Linked DNA regions of Sus scrofa: region 1 is linked to region 2. Evidence: chromatin contacts called from public HiChIP or PLAC-seq data. All regions are on one chromosome and are shown on one strand. Each heading gives the region's core, a stretch centred on a gene start, on an enhancer-like site or on the middle of the called end of the contact. The rest is flanking DNA. Distances are from core to core; before and after follow the strand shown. Region 1 overlaps NOL10 (nucleolar protein 10). Region 2 overlaps NOL10 (nucleolar protein 10).

Region 1 (6,732 bases), core at 2,214-4,713, 48 kb after region 2:
TCTCCTGGCTGGTCGGATGCTCCTGCGTCGAGGGTGACGGCCTGGCCGCCAGCTCTCCAAGGACTGAGAGCTGGCGTCAGGAGGGCCTGGGGGGTGGGCTGCGGCCCTGGTGCCAGGAGCGTCCTCGCCCCCCAGAGGCCCCCCGCTGCGGACGAAGGCGCTGGCCCTTCCTCTCTCGCTGCTGAACCTCACTGCTCATCTTTCCCTTCCTGGTCTCCTCGTCCCTCAGGGTTTGTGTCTTTTTAAAGGCCCCTCTCTGTTGTTTGAGCAGGGTTTTAGCAGCAATTGGAAGGAGGAGCTTCTGTACTCCGAAGGCTGCGTCGCCCTGGTTCCGTGATATCACAGCACTGCAGGAGGTAGCCTGTTTTAAATGACAAGCATCTCACGTAGGTCACTAGATGGGGACACAGTGTTGCTAATACGTAAGCAGCCTTCTCAGACCTCCGCATCCTCTACCTCTCGGAGGCGGGGCCGCGGCACAGGTTTAGTGGGTACCTGGGTATTTGCGGGCCAAGCGCTAGCCCGATGCTTGTCACCTGCAGCGGAACATGACTGACGGCATCGCAGCTGGCCTTTTTTTTTTTTTTTTTTCCTTAAATAGGAAAATAAGCAGTTAGACTGGGAAAAGTCTCTGGGGGAAATGGTTTCGTAGCTGGGTGAGAGGAGTTTTTCTTTTGTTTTTTCATCCAAGGCTCAGTTGTCTTTAAGCAGTGCAACTTATTTGTCACTTAATCACCTCCCCCTCGGGGTCCCCACCAGAGGGGCCGATCGTTACGCTGAGACGCTGTGATCACGCAGGGCCCGCAGGTTACATTAGGGTTCCGTCTGGGGGTCGCTCTTTCTGTGGTTTGGGGCGAGCGTGTCCCCTATCAGGACGTCGGCCCTCCCGTGGGAACCTCGGGTCTTTTCGGTGTTTCCACTCTGGACCTGTTCGACAGCGTCGTGCGGTTCGTCGAGTGCAGGCTTCTCAGATGAGCCCCTGCTGCTCAGTCACATGCGTGCGGGGCTCCTCCGTGGGCCATGGCTCGATACCCTGGCTCTTCTCGGAGCTCAGCAGGATCCGGGGTCGAGTGTACACAGTGCTCCGTCTCCTTAGCCACCGGAGGGCGTCTTCGTTTCTCGGAGCGAGATGTCTTGCCCGTATTTCTTAGGTCTCTTTTGCTGAGGGTCTCCAGTGATGGACCCTGACTCAGGGTGTGGCCAGCTTTCTAGTCACTTGAGCTGGACCCTTCAGAGAAATTTCTTACCCTCTTTTCCAGGCTACTGTCTCCTCCAGAGCGAGGGTTGCCAGTCCTCACGGAGAGGTGGATTTCACAGCCATCCTTTCCTAAAACCCCCTCCGGCCGCCATCGGCCTGTCTCTTTCCCGGGGTCCTCCCGAGGCCGCTTCGTCTTCATGACCTCGGTTCCTCCCGCCACAGCCGTCGTGCACCACGCCGCTGCCGACTCCCAAAGCCGCCTTCTCTTCTGTCCTCGAGGTTCTTGTCGCGCTCTCCTGCCTCTCCTCCTCCTCCTCTGCGTCCACCTCTTCCCTGGAGTTGCCCTTCCAGCAGAACGCAATCACCGTATTTAAAATCCTTTCGAGTCTTGCCTCACCCAAACTTGCTTTTTCGCATGTTGCCATTCTTCTTGCTATAGGGCTGCCCACCACTCCTCAGTGGGCTGGAAATGCTCTCGAATTTCTCTGTGGCCAGCCTCCTCCCCCACGCACACCCCCGTGAACCGTTCTGAGATGGCTCTTGCCGGAATTAACGTTTCGCCCCTCTGTTTCTAGTAGCTCTGTTTAGCATCCTTCATAAGGTGCGTAGAGGTTGGTTGGTTTGTTACTCATTAGGTTGTGAGTGAGTGCCTTAGGATCAAAAATTAAATCTCTGTTTCATCTTTGCACCTGAATCTGTCTTAGAAGTGATATTTAATCAGGGAAGACATCAGTAGATTTCAAATTATATATTCAATTGACAGCGCACTCTAAATGTTCTGGACATTCAGAATACTATCAACCAACTGTAATGGAAAAAACAGACCAAAAGAGAAAAAGAAGAATCATTTGTAAAAAAAAAAAAAAAGAAGCTAAAAACCCCACAAATATATGTTCAGTATCTCATAGAATTCTAGTAAGGGTTGGACAGATTTTCAGGGCATGTGTGTAATAAACAGCCCAGGCTCCGTGATGTCCCAGGTTTTACCAGCTTCGGTGTTTGTAGCCCTGTATCCAAGTACAGATGTCAGACTTCAGCTACTTACAGCCTTATTTACTCTGCAAATAGTACCGAACAGGCAGTGAAATCAGTCTGTTACGTAGCCGAGCCCGCCACCAGCAGGTTTGGTTTTCCAGCCTGTGTTCGTGCTGTTTACTTTGCAGTCCGCGGGAGGTAGGTTGACTTATCTGGGTTCCAAGCCTATGGCAGATAAGGAGCAATAGGAGAGCCCCGAGGGTATAAGATGACCCTCTCTTTAGTGAAGAGGAAAGTTTATAGTACATTCTAGAAAACTTCGTGTTCAGAAGTGGTACAGATGAAAAGGAGCTGAGTGCAGTCCTGAGCTATTCAGGTCGGGCTCAGGTGTCAGGTTTTTTGAGTCAAGTTTTTTGATGCCAAATCGGTATCCCTTGAGGACAGTGAAATGGCCGGGGGTGGGGGGGGGGAGCCGAGGCTGACCTGTAAGGGAAGGAAGTCTCCCTGACGTTCCCAGTAACTCCTCGGTGCCGTCGGTCAGCTCCCCGCCAGCTCCCCACCGCGTCAAAGCTCGGCGTGTGAGCGGTGTGTACCTCCTCGCCAGACGGCGAAATGTGGCGTGAAAGACTCACTGATCTTCATTCGGTGTAGTAGCTTTGCTTGAAAAGCCGTATTTCAGAAACATCTATTTCCTTGAAAAATGTTTCGCATCGAAAAGTGTTCATTGGTGAACGTCCTTTCAAATGTTTGAAGCATAAAGCCAGCTCAGAAGACTCCCTCTTGGCTCTTTCTGTGTAACAGCCAAGTGATACATATTTTCTGGGCAATAAATTAGTAGAATCTGTGGGTAAGAGATAAGCAATTAGCAGTTCTGGAAACGAGTCGTAAAACAGTGTCATGGGGATTTACTAAGTCCTGCCTTGTGCAGCTTGTTGATTTCGTGTTGGGTGAAATGTTTTGAAGCCACCTTTCTGGTCAGATTTTATGGTGGTGTTCATGTTCAATTTTGGCATCCTTCTTCTTTCAGAGCCTTCCTAACATTCTCACGGATGATCGATTTAAAGTGATGTTCGAGAACCCTGACTTCCAAGTTGATGAAGAGAGCGAAGAATTTCGGCTTCTGAATCCACTTGTTTCCAAAATCAGTGAAAAAAGGAAGAAGAAACTCAGACTCTTAGAGCAACAGGAACTTCCTGAAAAAGTAATGCACTCTCTTGGTCACATAGAACTTGCTCCCGTTTGTGGGCCGTAATGGTTTCTGTACGTTGCAAGAGGCGTCACGCAAACTCGAGCTGTCCTTGACCTTCAGCCTGGGCGTTTCTTCAGTTGCAGGCGCCTCTGATGCCCGCGCTGTCCCATGCCCCCAGGCGAGAGTGCTGCTAACAGAGAACCGGGGTGGGGGGGCAGTGCTGGGGGCTGGGGAAGGAGCTGCTGCTTACTCATTTCATTTGCAGGAAGAGGAGGAAGAGCCGGAAGGAAAACCAAGCGATGCGGAAAGCTCCGAGAGCTCAGATGATGAAAAAGACTGGGTGGCAGAGGTCAGGAAGCAGCGCCGGCTCCTGCAGCAGGAGGAAAAGCGGAAGCGGCAGGAGCAACGCAGGGAGGACCAGCAGACCGTCCTCAAACCCCAGTTTTACGAGATCAAAGCAGGCGAAGAATTCAGAAGCTTCCAAGATTCCGCCACAAAGCAGAAGCTGATGAAGTGAGTAGCGCTGCCCTGCTGCCCTCGGTGGTGGCTGGACAAGCTGCCAGCCTTGCCCTTCCTGGCTGGGCCCTTGCCCTCGAGGTGGCATTTTGATCTCTGGAGTGAATGTGAGGGAAGCGCCACAAGGCCTGAGGAAAAATCGACTGGTCTTTGTTGGGAGTATTTTTAACAACTTTTTGAGGTACAGTTTACATACAGTATGTTAAGGGTGTGGCCCCGTGAGTATTGGTAAATATATGCATTAGTGAGCTTTTTACTGCAAAAGCCACACTCCTAAATTATAGTGGCAATTAAAAGGTAACAACTTCTTGAATAAGCTATATTTTAAAATGAGAATTTCAGTTATGTTTACTCTTACCTTGGTTTACCTAATTATTAAAACGGTCACTTGGAGGAGTTCCCATTGTGGCTCAATAGGTTAAGAACCCAACTAGTATCCATGAGGCTTCAGGTTCGATCCCTGGCCTCGCTCAGTGGGTTGAGGGTCTGGTGTTGCCACAGGCTGTGGTGTAGGTCACAGATGCAGCTCCAATCCCACGTCACTGTGGCTGTGATGGAGGCCGGCAGCTGCAGCTCTGATTCACCTCTAGCCTGGGGACTTCCATATGCCACAGGAGCAGCCCTAAAGAGGAAATAAAAATAAAATGGTCCCTTGGAAAAGTTGCCAGAAATGGTAAGCCTTTTGTAGCAGAACGGAGAGGCCAGATTGATGTCCTAGAATAATTGAATACAGAGACAGAAAGTGGGGTGGTGGCTGCCAGGGGTCGAAGGGTGGGGGATGGGCATCACTGAATTAGGTTCGGAGAGTCACTTGGAATGATGAGAACGTCCTGGAAATGGACAGCGGTAGTGGTTGCACAACAGCGTGGATGTCCACCATTGAACTGTCCACTCTGAAAGAGTAAGCTTCAGGAGTTCCCGTGGTGGCTCAGTATCAAACCCAGCTAGTATCCATGGCGACATGGGTTCGATCCCTGGCCTTGATCACTAGGTTAGGGATCTGGCTTTGCCACGAGCTGTGGTGCAGGTCACAGACTCGGCCTGGATCCTGCATTGCTGTGGCTGTGGCGTAGGCAGGCAGCTATAACTCTGATTCAGCCCATAGCCTGGGAACCTCCATATGCTGCAGGTGCGACCCTAAAAAGACAAAATAAATAAATAAATAAATAAATTGAATAAAAAGGTAAGTTTTGTTGTAAATTAAAAAAAAAAAAACTTAAAGATAGTATTATTTGAACAGTTTCAGTTTTCAGGTGTCTAAGTTAGGAACTAGGTAGGCAGTTAAGCCCAAAATGTGTGTAAGCTCTAAGTCATGTGAGTCTCGGCTTTGAGAATTTCTGGGCCGAGGGTTGATTCGGAGGATTGGCTGTCAGAGGAGGTGATCTTGAAAGAAGAGCCGGGAGGGCTGGGGAGGAGCCAAGGGAGGGAGGAGGAGGAATGGCCAGGCGGCCAGGACGAGGTCAGGCTGGTCTGTACCTGGTGCTTTTCTAGCTCCTAGCTTCCCGTTCGAAAAATGTGGTTTTCCCAGAGGGAGGGAGGGGGAAGAGGCGGGGAGGGCGCCGAGGGACCGGCTGGAGTGTCTCTGGACGAGAGATCCACCTGTTCGTCTTTATCTCAGCGGTTTCTGGCACATATCTGGGAAGCTAGATGTTGTGTGAATCCTTCAGCTTAGCTCCAGGAGCGGCTAGACATTCTGGCTCTCACAAAGGAAGCAAAGAATCTATTAGGAGGCTTGATTTCTTTTGCAGAAATTTTCTTCACCAACCTCCCTTTTTAAAATAACAACTTTCTTGAAATTTAATTTGTATAACATACAGTTCACCTGCTTAAATTATAGAGGTCATTGGGTTTCAGTCGATTCCGAGTGGTCCAGCCCCCACCGCGATGAGCTTTAGAGCGCTTTCCCCGCCCCGCACCGAACGGCTCACCCCGCCGGTGTTCACGCCCAGCTCCCCGACCCTCCCCCAGGCGGCAGCCGCTAATCCAGGCTCCATCTCTAGCTTTGCCTCTTCTGACATTGCTTTTTGGGGGGGTGGGGGAGGAAGCAAGCAAAGTCTTTATTATAGGGAAGCCAATAGCCCCCAGGGCTGCTGGGAGCGGGGAGAAGAGCCCCTGCTGTCTCTTGTCCTGTGGGGGTTTCATCGCTTTCTTCTGACTGTTCGTATAAATGGAGTCGTACAAGAGTGGGCACTTCTCTCCCACTGCTCTTTCTTCCTCGGCGTGACAGTTTTAGTGTTCGTCCATGTGGAAGCACCTGTCGGTGCTGCATTTGTTTTTATTGCCCGGTCCTATTCCAGGGTATGGCCATGCCCCGCTTTATTTATCCACTTATCGGTTGATGGGTGGTTGTGTTGTTTCTGTTTTCTCGGCTGTTACATATAATGCTGCCATGAATATGTGTGTATGTGTTTGCGTGGACATGCGTTTCCATTTCCACGTGGGACCAGACTTGCCGGTGACATGGCAGCGTTACGTCTAAGCTTCTGAGAACCTGCTGACCGTGTTCCTGAAGAGGCTTCTTCCGTTTACAGTCCGGTCCGCGGTGTGCGCCGCCTCGCCTCCGTCTTCGTACCCCCGTCATCCCCCTCACACGCAGAGGGAGGACCGCCTGTTTCCAGGACTCTGACTCGGTGGAGCCAGTGTCTGCTAGATCGCCTGCTGTGTCTGTCTTGCGTTATTGACTTGACTGCCAGCTCCGGAATGGGGAGCTAGACCCGGCTGGGCCCTGGTTAAGTCCTTGTGAGGGTGAACCGTCCACGCCTTGGCCGCATGGCAGGCAACTCGGAGTTACCCTTTAATGATCTGCTGAAAAAGAACCCACTTACCTGAAACCCACTGGCCAGGAGAACCTGGG
Region 2 (6,882 bases), core at 1,455-3,954:
CAGGAGGGCAGGGACGGCCTAGGACCCAGCAGGATACACGGTGGAGCTGCCGAGGCTTCTGGGAGGAGTGAGGCAGGAGGCAGGTGGGGCCCGGGCCGTGGGGTGGGCGGGGTCCAGGAAGGAGATGCCGCATGGCCGGGCGTTGTTTGTGGTCGAGGTCTCTTCCGACCCTGCTTTCAGAAGGCTGTTCTGTCCATCTTGTAAAAGGAGGTCAGTTCTGAACTAAACTGAGCAGGAGGCGATATTCTGGGCTGCGATTGGGAGCACTTTTGGGGAGAACGGTTGTTTTCTTGGAGCATTTGAATATGAGGAGGCAGTGGCTCACAGAGGGTCTCAGAGCTGGCTGCCCACCAGTATGACCTGGGAGCTTTTTACAAAGGACAGGGTCCTTGGCGTCCTACCAGGGGTACTGGCCCTGGGTGTCTGGGGGGAGAGCCCAGAAGTGTTATTTGGAACATGCTTCCAAAGTGGTTGTGAAGCCTTCCCCTGGGAGCCACGTCCAGCGACAGTAGAAAAGCAGGTCTGCACACACGGTTTGGTCCACAGAGGTCACTTCCCAGAGAAGCAGGGAATGAAGGAGACGAGACCGTTGGGGACAATGGGGAGACCCGACATGAGCAGGACCTTTAGAGGGAAACGAGAAGGAAGAGCCAGCCCGGCGGCTCCCGGGAGTGGACAGGGACAGTGAAAGAACCAGCGGCGGCTGAAGTAGAGAAGCCGAGAGGGAAGGGGTGCCGAGGGCATCGCTTAGCAGGTACGAAGTGGCACAGAAGCGGAGGCAGGAGCGGACTCGGCGCTGGGCGGTGCTGCACTGCCCGTCTCAGTGATGGACGCGGCAGTATCATGTCATCTTTCTAAGAACCCTTTGTAGTTGGTGGCGCTTGTCACCCACACCCCCCTTCCCTCCTCTTAAATCTTTGGAGAAGAGAAAGCTGCTGTTTTTTGCCCAGGGCTGGTCACTTAGCTGGTGTGTTGCGGCGTCTCGATGAGAGGCGGCCGTTCCTGACTCTGGAGCCCAGGCTCTGTCTTGGCGACATGGTCCACTCCCAAGGGAGAGGTGGCCTTCTGCATCCTTGTAGTTGGCCTTTCATCGGCCAGAGTTGGGACAGGGTTTCATAGTTGTGAAGGTGAGTCGCATTGTGATGCGTGCAGGAGTTACTGCCTTCGATGCCGGGGTCCGAGTGCGAGGATATTGAATGATCTGAAACGGGGTCTGGGCTGTAAGCACCAACAGGAGTAAAACCAGGTGAAACTGAAGTTGGAACAAGAGTTTAGCTGGACTGAGGGAGTGGGGGTTTGACGAGGACAGACAGGGATGAGAGAGAGAGAGAAGTTCTCGACCTGGGCCGACCAGCTGGGGAGCCAGGAGCCACGTGTGGCCACCGAGCACTTGCGGAGTGACTGAGCTGAATTGAGCCATGCTCTACATGTAAGATATACACCAGGCTTCAAAGACATTTTATTAAAAAAAAAAAAAGAATGTGAAGTAAATCCTAAATTTTTTATATTGATTGCATGCTGAAGTAAACACGTTTTGGTCAATATATAAAAATTAACTTCACCTGTTTAAAAAGATTTTGGGGGCACATCTGGGCCGGGGATTAAACCCTGTGCCCCAGCAGTGGCCCGAGCCACAGTATTGACGGTGCCAGATCCTTAACCTGCTGAACCACCAGGAACTCCAAAGATTTTTTTACAGGTGTCTCCCAGAAAAATGCAAGTCACAAATGTGGCTCGCACGAGATTTCTGTTGGGCAGCGCTGGCCTGGACGCAGAAAGCTTTGACAGTTTGGGATGCTGGGCAGGAGCAAGGCATCTAGGCTGTGGGCACCAGGTGCAGCCTTGATCTCTGCCTGGATGCTAGAGGTGTTCTCCTAGCATCAAAGATGCCGTTGTCCCACCTGCGAAGGGAACGGTCACTCCCTGATAACCCCTTCGTCAGTCCATTTACCGTCTCCTTGATTGTCCTCCACATGCCTTTTTCAGGTCATTTTTTGGAACTAGGATATAATTGAGGTTGTGAATTGCATTTAGTTGTTGGGCCTTTTGTTTCTTTCAAACCAGAGTGGTCTCCCATCCTTTTTTCTGCCTCTTCCATGACACTGAGTTTTGCAATGATGACCAGGTCTGTAGTCTTTTAGGAGGTCCTGTGTCCTGGATTCCTGTGGTTGTTTTTTATGATGTCCTTTTTTGGGGGGCTGCATCCGGGCCACGGGTCGAACTCGAGCCACGGCAGTGACGACGCTGCCTCCGAAACCGCTAGGCCATCCAGATGTGCTTCAGCTTCTTCCTCCGGCCCTGATGGTTTTTTTTCCAAAATGGAAGTTAACTGTAATGGCTTCATGCACCGTAGGTTAGATCTTTCGGACAAGGGTGCTGCACGGGGCGCTGGGTCCTCCGTGTGGATGGCATCCCATCCCACCCGCCATCCCAGAGCCAGAGGTGGACTGGGCGGTTCCCTTTGTGTGGCCACCCGATCTCCCCATTGCAAAGTACCCTCTTCTGGAGGGAGCAATTTTAAGAGTGAAGGTTTGGACAGAGGAAAGACTTTACCGTCAGATAACTTGCAAGAGGTTAATCAGACAGGAAACCCAGCCAAAGAGGCGATTGCACGAGCTGGCAAGCCCGGGAAGGCGGGGCCTCCGCTGCTCCGTTGGGGTTTGTGGCGGGCGCGCTTGGCTCCCAGGCCTGGCTGGCGGCCCCGGCTTTCCGCTCCTTTCCCTGTAACGCTGCTCTTGAGGGTTGTGCTTACTCACGGCGCGCTCAGTCACAGTTGGGGAAAGCCGGGGCCTGCCTTCTTTACCTTTTCACTTACTCATGTGGGAGTGATGAACGCCAAATCACGGGTGCTGTTTCGTCATGTGTTTCTAGTACGAAGGCTGCTCAGGACGCGGAGAAACGGACCCGCCTCCCGGCTCCGCGCACCTGCTCTGGCTGCTCCCCCCGCGGCAGCTGCTGGGGCAGCCGCTCGGCAGGTCGGGGCCCGAGAGGCCCCCGCCCCGCCCTGGGGAGTCGGGATGGCGAGTCCCCGAAGCCCTGGTGGGGAGGAAAGGCGATTTCCGCGCCGAGAGACCTAATTCAGGCCTCGTAATTATATACATGAGCCTGCCTCTTGTCTCACCTGCCTTCCAGGGCTGCTGCAGACGGCCTGTCCTGTTCGCCGTGAAAGGCCTTTTCTTCTCTGTCGGCAGCCTCTGGGTACAGAGAGAAAAGCTGTTCTGTCGGCCGCCTGACCCTGGGTGCCCGGGTCGGTGGATCACACGCTCTGCACGGAGCGGTGACTGCGGTGGGAGCGCCCGGCCTTCGCCCTCGGGCGCAGGCAGCTTCCCGGCCTGTCTGCACAGAGCTGCTGCAGTGCTGCTTAGAAGGGTCTGGTGCAGGACCAGGGCTTGGCTTTCAAATTTCCAACCCATTGCTGGCGAATATGTGAGTAAAATCCCATAAAAAGGCATAAGTAGAGAAAGGGTCGCACGTTGCATCTCGCTGCAGCGTCAGCCGGCTGTAGGTTTGGAGGTCCTTCCCCTCGGCTGCCGCACCTCCCAGCTCAGTCGCCGTCCACACACTGGCCCCAGAGCCCATGGGCACTAGTCGCAGCCTAAGGGGCTGTTGGATTCTGAGCTGTGACCGTCAGTGAGTCCTCGAGCCCTCGAAGCACAGGCAGAGGAGAGCTGTGCGCGCTTCTGTCTCTGGGAACAGCGCTGCGGCCCGCACAGCGCGCCGTGGCCTCTGCGCCGCTACTTCCCCCCGCAGCCGTGTTCTCCTGACTCCAGAGGCTGATGACCTTTGCCTTCGCTTTCATTTATTTTTTTATTATTATTTATTTATTATTTATGTATTTGCCTTTTCTCGGGCCACTCCTGCGGCATATGGAGGTCCCAGGCCAGGGGTCTAATCAGAGCTGTAGCCGCCGGCCTCCGGCAGTCACAGCCACACGGGATCCGAGCCTCGTCTGCAACCTACACCACAGCTCACGGCAACGCTGGATCCTCAACCCACTGAGCGAGGCGAGGGACCGAACCCCAAACCTCATGGTTCCTAGTCGGGTTCACTCACCACTGAGCCATGATGGGAACTGCTATTTATTTAGGGCCACACCCGAGGCATATGGTAGTTCCCAGGCTAGGGGTCAGATTGGAGCTACAGCTGCCAGCCTACACCATAGCTCATGGCGACGCTGGATCCTTAACCCTATGAGCGAGGCCAGGATCAAACCCGCGTCCTAATGGATACCAGTTGGGTTCCTTTCCACTGAGCCACAACAAGAACGCCTGCCTTCCCTCTCAAAATTCATATTGCTTCTGTTGAAACCCTAATAAACATCAATATAAGAGAAATTTAAAGGGAAAATTTACAATCTCTTCATGAGTATCATTTTCATTAGAGAAATTCTTGTCACATTAATCAGGCATTCATGTTTTCAAATTGTCCTCACACTACGTATGTAATTGTCTTGCCTTTCAATTCGACATTCTATTGAAAATGTTTTCCTGTTGCTGTGTCTGCTTTTTCATGGTTTATTTGCTCGTGTGGGGAGCCTCTCCATTCTCTCTTAGCTGTTATTGGAGTTTTAGGGCCCACGTGCCATGGGTTTTAACGTCAGTAGAATATCAGCTACTCCTCCTGCTAGCTTTTTGGGGACCTTGAGTAAATTACCTGAGTTTGAGGCTACTTTCTTACCTGTGGATGTAGCCCGCTGGCTTCCCTCTTGCCTGTGATCGTCTTAGTTTCTGCCGAACCAACTCTTTCCCTGGCGTGGTTTTCCTGCTTCTTTCTTGTTAGAAACGTCGAATATTCTTTGGGCTTTGTGAAGTTATTTTTCTCCTTTATAGCTGGTGTCCGTCCTGACCTTTACCGCTTTAGTTTGGTGGTGGGTCAGCTTGTGTCATGGTCTGTATGTGGCCACGTGAGGTCCTGCTGCATCGTAGGAGACCATCGGCTGCAGTCAGTCGGAATTCTTCGCGTATCAGATGAGCGCCTCTTCGGTGGTTTGGTAGGTGTGGGTGTCTCCCCGTAGAACATTCCGTGCCGAACGTCCAGGGTTGCGCCAGTGAAGCCAGGCTTAGGGGATGTCTCTGGCAGGAACCTTCTCTTTGGTTGTAACACGTCTCCCAAGTCCCCAGACCTTCTCCTCCGGTCATGTCCAGCGGTTTAGGAGAGGCTTTGCAGTGCTGTTCGAGAGGCTTGGGAAGCAGCAGTCCGTCGAGGTGGTTTCTCCTGATACGACCTCAGTGAGCATTTGTTTCCAGGGCGAGAAAAATGTTCAGATGAAAGACTTTATAGAGGCCACCAGCATCGAGGACGTCTCTGCTTCTTGATTTGCTTTAATTTAGATGCATGTTCTTGCTTTCCTCCGCCCCGGTCTGTTCCTTTGCGTGTCTTCGTGGTGCATGTGTGTACTTCGTGGAGCTTGGTCCCAGTTCTGGGCTTGCCCCCCCCCCCCCCCCAGTCTCTGCGCACGCCGGGCTTCTGCTCAGGGAGCGCCGAGTCCCTGCTTTCTGGCTGTTAGTGGACCTCATCCATCTCAGCATTTTATTGCACTTAACAGCGTTAAATATCATCCCTTTGACAAGCTCTTGCATTAACAGAAGAGCAACGAAAAGTGCATTTAAAATCATGGAATCAAATCATTGTTCTTAACATTTGGTATCTTTAATTATGACCATGTAGTCTGATATTTCAGATGTCTTTCCTCTGTGGATTCTTCTATTATATTTTATAAATAGATTTATTTAATGACTGTAATTTGATCTGCCAAAGTATAAACGAGGGCTCTTAAGTGTGAATTTTGGCTCCAAAATTCTCTAGCTTGTGATGAGACAGTACTTTGAGCTTTATTTTTTAATGATCTGACAAATAAGGATGGTATTTGTTTTGAGAGTTGTTGCATGTTCACTAACACAAAAGGTTGCGTGTTAAGATAAAAGTTCTGTAAATTGTAAAGGACTCCCTGCATGGTTGCTGATTTCAGTTTTTTTGCAAGTGCCTCATTCTGGAACAGGGGCTGCGAGGACTGGGGGCCCATAAAGGGCCTGGGGTGGAGGGAGGAGTGGGTTGCATTTGTGGCTGAGAACTGAGAACAAGACTGAGATAGTCTGAGCACTCTGGTCTGTACCAAAGAATGATGTGGAGACGTTACCGTTGCTGCCAGGGTCACAGGGAAACCATTATTGAATGCCATGAAGTTGTCTTTTATTTCATTTTTACTTTCTTAAAATACTAATCCCCAGATGAAATTATTAACCACTAGTCTGGTTGATGAGTCTGTTAAAAATCCCTTGTGAGTGAATCATCTCTGGATAGTAAGGGTGTTAGATGCGTTTTTTGTTTGTTTTGGTTTTTGGTTTTCTTGCTTTTTAGGGCTGCACCTGTGGCACGTGGAGGTTCCCAGGCTAGGGGTCTAATCAGAGCTGAGGCCACTGGCCTACACCACAGCCGCAGCGACGCCAGATCCTAGCCACATGTGTGACCTACACCAGAGTTCACGGCAACACCGGATCCTTAACCCACTGAGCAAGGCCAGGGATGGAACCTGCGTCCTCATGGATACTAGTCAGATTCATTTGCCCTGAGCCACGGTGGGAACTCCAGGGCCGTTAGATGCTTACAGGTCTTTTCCAATGTAGCTACACATAGCATTTCCCCTTAAGTCATTTTGTTTTCTGTTCGGGTGTAAAGTTGAATGGAAACGTACTACTCTGCTGTGACATTTTTTGGGAAATACTTTTACCTTGGTTCTTTGATTCCTGATTAACAGAAAGAAGCCTTTTTTTTTTTTGCTTTTTAGTACTGCACTCGGGGCATATAGAAGTTCCCAGGCTAGGGGTTGAATTGGAACTACAGCCACTGGCCTACACAACAGCCACAGCAGCATGGGATCCGAGC

What was found. HiChIP or PLAC-seq counts read pairs in DNA pulled down with a chosen protein or histone mark.
Region 1: a contact with region 2 is called in an H3K27ac HiChIP or PLAC-seq map of alveolar macrophages. The contact joins two enhancer-like sites. A contact is called at or near these places in 8 of 47 Hi-C or Micro-C datasets (embryonic fibroblasts, epiblast stem cells, fetal liver and 5 more) and 1 of 2 datasets of contacts at active chromatin or transcription factors (alveolar macrophages).

The regions. Positions count from the first base shown.
Region 1 is chr3:125,939,843-125,946,574 of Sscrofa11.1, forward strand. NOL10 (nucleolar protein 10) reads left to right here. Exons shown (of 21, transcript XM_021087848.1): 18 at 3,201-3,374; 19 at 3,628-3,875. Among named protein-coding and RNA genes, the nearest start is that of NOL10, 82 kb to the left of the region's middle. Within about 2 kb of position 3,464, at least 4 of the 83 cell types and tissues checked have an H3K27ac peak or open chromatin away from gene starts, as enhancers often do. A contact at or near this core is called in alveolar macrophages and liver, where this site is marked.
Region 2 is chr3:125,892,872-125,899,753 of Sscrofa11.1, forward strand. The region is part of intron 12 of NOL10 (nucleolar protein 10); the gene reads left to right. Among named protein-coding and RNA genes, the nearest start is that of NOL10, 35 kb to the left of the region's middle. Within about 2 kb of position 2,705, at least 11 of the 83 cell types and tissues checked have an H3K27ac peak or open chromatin away from gene starts, as enhancers often do. A contact at or near this core is called in alveolar macrophages and liver, where this site is marked.